Regions from separate parts of the Zea mays genome. Here all the other regions are linked to region 1. A link is a contact called in public Hi-C data. All regions are on one chromosome and are shown on one strand. The core of a region is the stretch at or near the end of the contact, and the rest is flanking DNA. Distances in the headings are between cores, read along the strand shown.

The links. A called contact is a pair of places that touch in the nucleus more often than the background predicts.
Region 2: a Hi-C map of tassel shows a contact between it and region 1, with 1.7 times the contacts expected there. The contact joins the promoter of LOC100280088 here to the promoter of LOC103647746 in region 1. A contact is called at or near these places in 6 of 25 Hi-C or Micro-C datasets (endosperm, leaf, leaf mesophyll and 2 more).
Region 3: a Hi-C map of bundle sheath shows a contact between it and region 1, with 5 times the contacts expected there. The contact joins the promoter of LOC100191882 here to the promoter of LOC103647746 in region 1. A contact is called at or near these places in 6 of 25 Hi-C or Micro-C datasets (bundle sheath, ear, leaf and 2 more).

What each region holds. Positions count from the first base shown.
Region 1 is chr2:211,276,155-211,279,030 of Zm-B73-REFERENCE-NAM-5.0, forward strand. LOC103647746 (eukaryotic translation initiation factor 4G) reads left to right here and starts at 1,492. Exons shown (of 12, transcript XM_008672260.3): 1 at 1,492-1,703; 2 at 1,858-2,057; 3 at 2,171-2,349; 4 at 2,461-2,592; 5 at 2,768-2,826. The coding sequence starts at 1,909.
Region 2 is chr2:211,062,181-211,065,056 of Zm-B73-REFERENCE-NAM-5.0, forward strand. LOC100280088 reads left to right here and starts at 1,399. Exons shown (of 4, transcript NR_158543.1): 1 at 1,399-1,893; 2 at 2,335-2,557.
Region 3 is chr2:211,479,666-211,482,541 of Zm-B73-REFERENCE-NAM-5.0, forward strand. It overlaps LOC100191882 (putative jumonji-like transcription factor family protein), which reads left to right and starts at 1,530. Exons shown (of 6, transcript NM_001137306.1): 1 at 1,530-2,680; 2 at 2,784-2,876. The coding sequence starts at 1,604.

The sequences.
Region 1 (2,876 bases), core at 242-2,741:
ACAAAAAGATAATTCAGAAAAGCACCCCTCAGGAACTAAAGATGTCAATAATAGTCCGTGGATCTCCAGCTAACGCCTTCTGGATGAGAGTCAAATTTCAGGTCGCCCCTTGTGTCGGCGTCAAGTTCAGTGCTAGCCCTATAATAACGGTAGCCTCTAGAAAGTTAGCGGCGCGTGGCAAGCCCGGCGCGGCGGGGCGAGGAGCGGCGGCTTGGACTCAGAGATGAAGGTAAAATGACGGGGATGAAGGTAGATAAAGGTAGACCCGAGGATGAAGGTAAAAAATATAACTTCTTAGAGCAAAGTCGTAAAAAGTTAGCCGCCACAGCTAACTTTCTAGAACTTGTACAAGTACTCTAGAAAGTTACTTAACTTCCTATAGACGATCGTAGGAAGTTAGCAGGGGCGGCTAACTTCCTATATGTGGCCGTAGGAAGTTAGCAGGGCGGCTAACTTTCTAGAGGAGGCCGTATGAAGTTAGCAGCTTGTTTGACCGCACTCGTTGATCAACAGCTTAAAGCTAACTTCCTACAGCTTTTATAACAAACCATAAGAAGTTATGTTTATTTCCTAGAGCTACCAGTAGCTTCCCGGAAGTTGGTAATTTTCCTACGGTTTATCATAAATGGTGTAGAAAGTTAAGAAATCGTATGAAGTTTATATTTTTGGTGTAGAGAGAGTGACAAAACTTATGTGTCACTCGTTTCAGATCGGCACTTCTCACATGAGTAACACAAGTGAGATTTACCGGTCTGGAATTATCCATTATTTGGACAGCCTCAGAGTGATCGATATAGCATGATGTTTATGACGAGCTCTATGGTTCGATCAAAATTTCAGTGCTATTACCTATGTTGTTCTTCACTGCACAATATTTAGGCGTGCATGTGGAGAACAAAGGGGTTACGCCACCAAAATTTCGTTTGAACCCTGTAGCTTCAACATTAATATAATGCTATATTGGTCACTCTTGGATGGGTTTAGAACATATCCTTACCTATAGACTATGTAAAAGTGTAACAATCTTTGAGAACTTAGCAGATTGTAGTAAATCTTAGTGAACTTAGTCAAACAACTTGACATATCTTAGATGTAATAATGAAGCCACTCTAAGGGCTTGTTCGTTTCAACACTAATCCATGTGGATTGAATGATATTGAGTTGATAAAAATCTATAGTAAGTCAAAATTCATTTCAATTCACTACAGTATATTATAATCTATGTGGAATTGGAATAAAAGAACAAGACCAAAAGTGGATGAAGTGAATCTTGCTTGCAAATTTGTTATTTTAAGGCCACGGAAACATGTCATATACGATGCCCCAGCAATGTTGGCATCGTGCACTCGGCCCAACCCAAACAAACATTGCAGTCCCGGGAAGCTCAGGCGCGCGTGGCCGCTTTCAACTAGGCCCAAGGCGCACAACGCGGCCCCCGTGAGCGGACGCCAGCCACCCAGCTCCGTCCGTCCGATCGGGGCCCCTTGACCGCTTAAACTCATCTAAGATACGGTTTGTTACACTTTTGTTCCTTCCGTAATCGCCTTCAATTTCCTACTACTAGAGAGAGACGGCCTCCCTTCCTCTCGCTTCGCTTACACTTCTCCCCTCCCCCCAACCCAAACCCAACACAATTCCCCCGTGTTGCCTACACGCACTGGCCACGACCAAACCCTAGGCGCCGCCGCCTCCGGGGCCCTCAGGTACGCCTCTCGCTTACCCGCCGCCGGGATTTCGCCGCTGCGCCGCCGTCCGTGGCTTTGAACGACTGACAGCTTCGCACTAGGGTTCGTTGCGATTTCGTTGTTAGGAGTGATTTATGTTTTACTTTTCTGTTTGTGTGCGTGATTGGATCAGGGCTGTCATACGGGGAAGGAGGAGGATATCGGTGAGGAGAGAAGGGGATTTATGTCCCAGCGAGGTGACAGGGGCGAGGGGCACGCCAGGAGACCCGGCCGGTCCAGCAGCTTCGGCGGCCACCGCGGAGGCGGAGTCGGCGGCGCGGGCAAGGGCGGCGCGGGATCCTCAGGCCAGCCTCCTCTTTCTACCAACCGCAGGTAAATTACTGACCTCGTTGATTCTGATCGTCCTCTGCTTCTGCGCCGCACGATTGGTTTGATCTCGCCAGGGATGATAGGGTTTTGATGAGACTTTTGGATCTCGATTGCAGCTTTAGGAAGCCCGGCAATGGCCACGGCGGGCAGCAGAGGGTGGTGAACCAGCCCGACACAACCGGTTTCCAACCTGCCCCCGCGCCTGCCCCCCACCAAACTCCTGCGCGACCGCCACCTGCACCTCAGAATGCGGCTGTGCATGTTCCCATATCCGCACCATGGCCGCAACCTCAAGGTGAGTGAGTGAGGTGTCCTGTTCTTCTGCTATCTTGTATTGCCTCTGGAATGGTGCAAATACGAACCGATGTGTTCCTTTGATTGCATGTGTTTTTCTTTGACTCACCAGGTCCACAAGTGTCATCTTCATCAGCTGCCAGCGACAGGCCGGCTAATCCGCCATTACCTAAAGCTACTCATGCTGCTCCAAGGGCTCCACCAAAAAGCTCTAACCCACCCCTTCCTCAGGGAGGATCGAAAGGTTTGCCACAATTTTCTTCGATGTTATATACACTATTACATGTTTTTGCATGTGCATGATGACCATCTATGGTGGCATTGCCCACCTTTTTTGCTCTGGCTAACGAAACCCTATTTTAGGTAGGGTGTATACTGCATGGTTAACCACCTTATTTTTCTTGTTGATTTCTTTTCAGGGGAACCACCAAAGGGGTTTAACTTTCAGTTTGGTAGTATAAATATGAATGGGCTGCCGGTATGCTTTTGTTATCCCTTTTTATGTCCAGTTTGGGACATGAAGCTCTA
Region 2 (2,876 bases), core at 149-2,648, 210 kb before region 1:
CGTTAAAAAAACTGCTTCTCTTTAAAAGCTATTTAAGAACTGGAGTTGTTTTTAAGACCGTTATTCATATAAAATAAATATAAATGAGACACCAATTTTCAATAAGAGTTTTATTTTATGGCGATTTATAGAGGGTTGTTAATCGTATTAAAAGACTTTCGTCGCCGTAAAACTTCTATTAAAAGTAGTTTGGAAACTCTATTTTTTTCAAAAAAAAAATCCTATTTTTAAAGGAAAAATGAGCTAATTTTCGAAAATGAAAATAACATAAAAATTGGGTTCCCAAATGAGCCCTTGAGGATGGTTTGAGAATCTCATTTTTCCAAGTAATTTCTATTTTTTAAGAAAAATTAGTTTATTTTTTATAGAAATCTTTTGAGAAAATAGGGTTTCTAAACTAGCTCTTATCTATAATGTTTACATGACAACTACTTAAATGCAAATGAAAAAAATCGTACTGAGGGGGTGTTTGGTTAGAGGGACTAAAGATTAGTCTCTAGTTTTTAGTCCCATTTAGTCCCTTTTTTGCCAAACAATAGGACTAAAATATGGACTAAAATGATTTAGTCTTTAGTCCTTCACATAGGTGCTAAAAGAGACTAAGGGCCCCTTTGACAGGGCTCTGGCTTCTTAAAAAACGGCTTTGGCTCTGGCTCACGAGGTGAAGCCACTTCTTTAGATGAGCCAAAGCCATTCTGAAAAATCATTTGGCAAAACGGCTTATAGGTTGTTTTTCAGAAAGACCCTTGTATAGTTTGGACTGGTGGGAGGGCTATTGTGTGTGGCTAGGGATTGAGGGCAGGACCAAAAAAATAATTTGGATTGGTGAGAGGGCTATTGTGCAAAAATGACGTGAGCTGAAGCCGGGTGAGCCACTTTTTTTGGCTCATGCCCTCTAGTTCATTTTGGAAAAGCACTTCACTGGTGAAGCCATTTGAAAAAGAGGTGTTTGGCACAACTTTTGCATGAGCCAGAGCCGAAGCTGAAAAATAAGTCCTACCAAAGGGGCCCTAAAAGCCCACATGAGTGTATTCCAAGGGCATTTGAGTCTTGTGGACAATGTATTTAATGACTTTAGAATCTATTTAATCCCTAGAACTAAACAAGTAGGAACTAAAGTTTAGTCCTAAGATTAATTGAAACCAAACATGGTCTGAGACGGGCACGGCTGCACCAGGCAAAGGTCGAAGCACGCGTAGGCTGATCCGTCCCACGTGATTTCGCACACGCCGAACAGACTGAGCAGCACCGACTCACCGAGCAGAGCAAGGGCCTGTTTGGTTCACTACCTCAGTTGCCACACTTTGCCTAACTTTTCTGTCTAAGGTTAGTTATTCAATTCGAACGATTAACCTTAGGCAAAGTATGGCATATTTAACCACAAACCAAACAGGCCCCAAATCAGCCTGTTCGGTCACCAAATCACTTAGAAAATCACGTTGCGAGTCGCCCGGTCGCCCGTCGTGGTGGTTAACTGGTCTGGGACTCTGGGAGTCATCTCCACGCTCCGGGTTCGCGCCCGACTCCCCTACAAATTCGCTCCACCGGCGGCTCCGGCTGCAAACCGCGACTGACTGCTGACCCCGAGCGGCACCAGCGCGCCCGCCCCGCCATGGCTATCCCCAACGCCTTTGACTCCCCCCTCGCGGCCAGGTCCGCCGTCGGCGCGGCGCTGGCGGCCGTCATCGCCGTCCGCGCGGTCCGCCGCCGCTCCCTAGACGCCTCGGGCGGGGTCGCCGGCTTCGTCGTCATGGCGGTCCACATCTCATGCGGCTACAGGTACGGGGCGCTGCTGCTGGCCTTCTTCTTCTCATCGTCCAAGGTAACCAAGATCGGGGAGGACCACAAGCGCCGCATCGAGGAGAACTTCAAGGAGGGCGGGCAGCGCAACTGGTAACCAAACACTCTTTTGGGGAATTTGCGATACTCAGCATATTACTACCTTTGTTCAGAGTTTGCACTTTATGCTGTTGTCAGCATGCATACAGCCGAACAGTAATTGCAGTTCCAACTTAAGCCAAAATGTTATAGATTCTAGAGAATTTCCCTGCAAGCTTTACATGTTTGATTGCTTTGATGAAATTACATTATGTGTTGCTTAATCTGTTTTTCTTTAAATTATTTTCGAATTGGTACATTCTTTGCTCAGTTCGAGGAAAAAAAACAGATCAGCAGCTAAAAACATATCGTGAACCTCTTCTTTCTTTCCTCGATCATATAATTGATTTGTGATGTGGATGTCATCATACTTCATAAAGGATATATCGTAGCAGCTACAGTTTTGTCAAATTAATCTTGCTGGTGTATCTTACTATATCGCTTTACATCTTAAAGGATCCAAGTTCTAGCAAATAGCACAATTGCCACTGTACTGGTTGTGATATTTGCACTAATGACTGGAGGGCAAGATCAGTGCATGGACTCAAATGGTTCAAAGCTTATAACTGGCATCATAGGTGGTATCATTGGCCACTACTGTTGCTGCAATGGAGATACTTGGTCATCTGAAATCGGTGTGCTTAGTAATGAACAACCAAGGCTTATTACATCCCTTAAGGTACGTGTCCTTTTCCATGCGACAAGATATATTGCGTTACATACTAATGTGTCCATGTGTTATCTTCAGTCATGATTATATATGTAGTTCATGCTAGGCTGTAAAATTTGTCTACTTTCCTTAATCTGTCAATCCTACTTTGCATGGCTTGTGCACCTCCAATTTGACTGGACAGAGCCACCATATCTGATTTCTGGTCAAATGATCTGAAATGTCCAGACTCCAAAGTCATGGGCTTGCTACCCTTCTAGCCATATCCAAATTGTTTATGGCATTGGACTAACATATAAGAATAAGAACTGAGTCATCACATTAAGAA
Region 3 (2,876 bases), core at 280-2,779, 200 kb after region 1:
CCGGGCGTCGAGTTTGGGGATCTGGCGGCGATGGCAAGGTCGTATAAAAATGCTAAGCATATAGGCGCGACAGATTCGCGGGGAGATCAGAACGGCAAGGTTGTTGAGGGATTGGAGCTGTCGCACCTAGATTTGGGGTCTGGTGGGTCACGCCAGGGACTGGTGGGATGGAGATTCGCGGGTCTATCGCCGCCATCCATGGCGTGAGATTTGGGATTCGCGACGGCGGCGGCCGGGCTTCGCGGCACGCGTGCGGGCCGGCGCGAATCGCAGCGGTCGGGGTCACGCGTTTGTGGTTGGCGGCGGGATGGAGCGAATCGCGGGTGTGCGGGCGGGGTTTTTGGTGAGCTCTTTGCGGCGGGGGCGAGCGAAGGGCGAGCGGAGGCGGGGGCGTGCGGCGCGGCGCGACGGCGATGAAAACGGAGGTCGAACGGTTGCGTGGTTTTCGGCGAGCTGTTTGCGGCGGGGGCGAGCGAAGGGCGAGCGGAGGCGGGAGCGTGCGGCGCGACGGCGATAAAAACGAAGGTCGGGCGGTTGCGTGGTTATCAGGGGCGGGGGCGGTCTACAAACCACGCTTAATGTAGTACAGATTTTACAAATAGTAGCAACGAGTCTCTTATTATGGATAAGAGTATCTTGAACGAGCTCTACAAAACGAGCTAGTGGATTCCGTAATCAAAAATATTTGAGCAATTAAACATGTTGCTAGACTGTTCCACCGACGACATGAACGATGACATGAAAAGTGCTTACAAGTTGGTTTTAAAAAAGTTGAACAAACAACTAAAATTAGATAAGAAAAAAAGATACGAAAAAGGTAGAACATGAAAATGGCGATGAGTAGCAATAATGTATCATTTTCTAGAAACTATATATTTTTATTTTTAATAGATTTTTACATTTTATTAATTTTTTAATTATATGTTTGGTAAAATTTTATTTTAATTATGTGCGCCCAGGGGTAGTGAAGCACTGAAGCTTGTGGCTTGGGCTGGCGCTATGGGCCTTTTTGAAAGGCTCAAACTCATCGGCTTTTTCTAGGGTAGGCAATGCTGTGCTGTGATGCTTCATGGACTGGGCTTTTGTTAGTTATTACAATTCCCACGAGAGACGGATACGAACGAGGAAACTCTTTATAGTCTACCACCGTTCGATCCAGATTTAACACGGTCCAGATCACGCGCAGCTCACCGCTGAATCGCCCATAAATAGTTTCTACTTTCTATACAGACGAAAAATATCTCCCAAATGATTCCTTAATCAAAAATAACCCCCTCCCATAAATGCACATCGTACGATCTCAGCCACCCATTATCAATCTCACGGCTGGGCCGCTCCCCGTGCAGCCCACCACGATCTTGAATAACTTCACTTCATACGCTTTCGAATCGCCAGCAACCGCCCGAGTTAAAGCTTTCGCATCCGACGATGAGTCCCTGACTAGTCAGAGAGTGGCCCCTACGCGCGCAGCCTTAACCCCATCCGCAGACATCAGCCGGCGCCTGTGTTCCTCTCCCCGAGCCGGTGCACGCACCACTTCCCCCACTTCGATCTAGCATAATCCGACTCCGCCGACTCGCCTGAACCCTAGCCAGCCGCCGCCATGCCGCCGCGACGCGGTAGGGGAAAGGGTAAGGGTAGGGCAAAGCCAAGAGCGAAGCCCACCGAGCCCGAGCCCGAGTCCGATCCCGAACTAGACGAAGCCGCCAAGTCCGAAATCGAGGCGGGGGACGCGGAGGCTGGGGAGGAGTCCAGCGCCGAGAGCGAGGACTCGAAGGAAGACGAATCGGAGAGCGACACCGAGTCCATGGATGCAGAGGCCAGCGAAGAAGCTGGCGAGAACGGAACGGAGGAGATGGATGCAGAGCCTGAAGCCAAAGCCGTCGAGGCCAAGGCTGAAACGGTGGCCACGGAGGCGGAGGCGAAGCCTGACGCCTCGGATGAAGAAGCTGGTGAGACTGGCTCAGACCGCGAAGCAGATGGCAAGGGTGCTGATCCGAAGGCGAAAGCGGAGGAGTCCGACGGCGAGGATGAGGAGGGAGCCACCGCCGTGACCGACGGCGATAGTGAAGAGGAAGCCGCTGAGACGGGCGGCGAGAGCGAAGAGGATGGTGGCGACTCCGACACCGAAGGTGATGCCGAGGAATCTCCTCCATCCCCTCCTCGCCGCAGTCGCCGCCGTAAGCGAGCGGCCACTCCCGATGACGAAGCAGAGGAGACCCCTACGCCGTCGCGTCGCCGGCGCCGTCGGAAGTCAGGGGAGCGTGGTGACTCCCCGCCGCCACTTCCTGACCACCTCCGCTGCCGTCGCAGCGACGGGAAGAAGTGGCGCTGCTCGGGCCGTGCACTCCCAACCGTTAGCTTTTGCGAGTACCACTACGCGAGGGCTAACAAGGGTAAGAAGTTACCAGCGGATGAGGAGGTCCTTGCTGTTGTTCTTCAGAGGCAGAAGAACAAGAGGAAGGGCAGGAGGAGCATCAATCCTCCGACGTCCCCTCAGGCAGCCACGAGTGACCCCCAGACCAGGGATCTCCCAAATGGACTGATGACGATCTCGCCAGGTAGCAGTGGACCTGCGGCATTGTCAACTCCTGTGAAGATTGGTGTAGAAATTCCTGCACCCATACAGCGGTGCTATCGTTCCAAGAATGCTGAGCCATTGCCTGTTGGTCCTGTGAAGGTTACCCAGCTAATCTTTAAATTGTTCACCACTGATAGGTTGATCTTTGTTGTTTAGCTTTCTGTTGGGTATTTGCTTATTACCGATGTTTGCTTGGTATTAGGTTGTTCCTCGTGCGATGAGTGTGACAAAAACAGCAAGAACATGTCACTGCTGTGGAATGAAGAAGGCTGCACGTGTGGCCAATTGCAAGAAC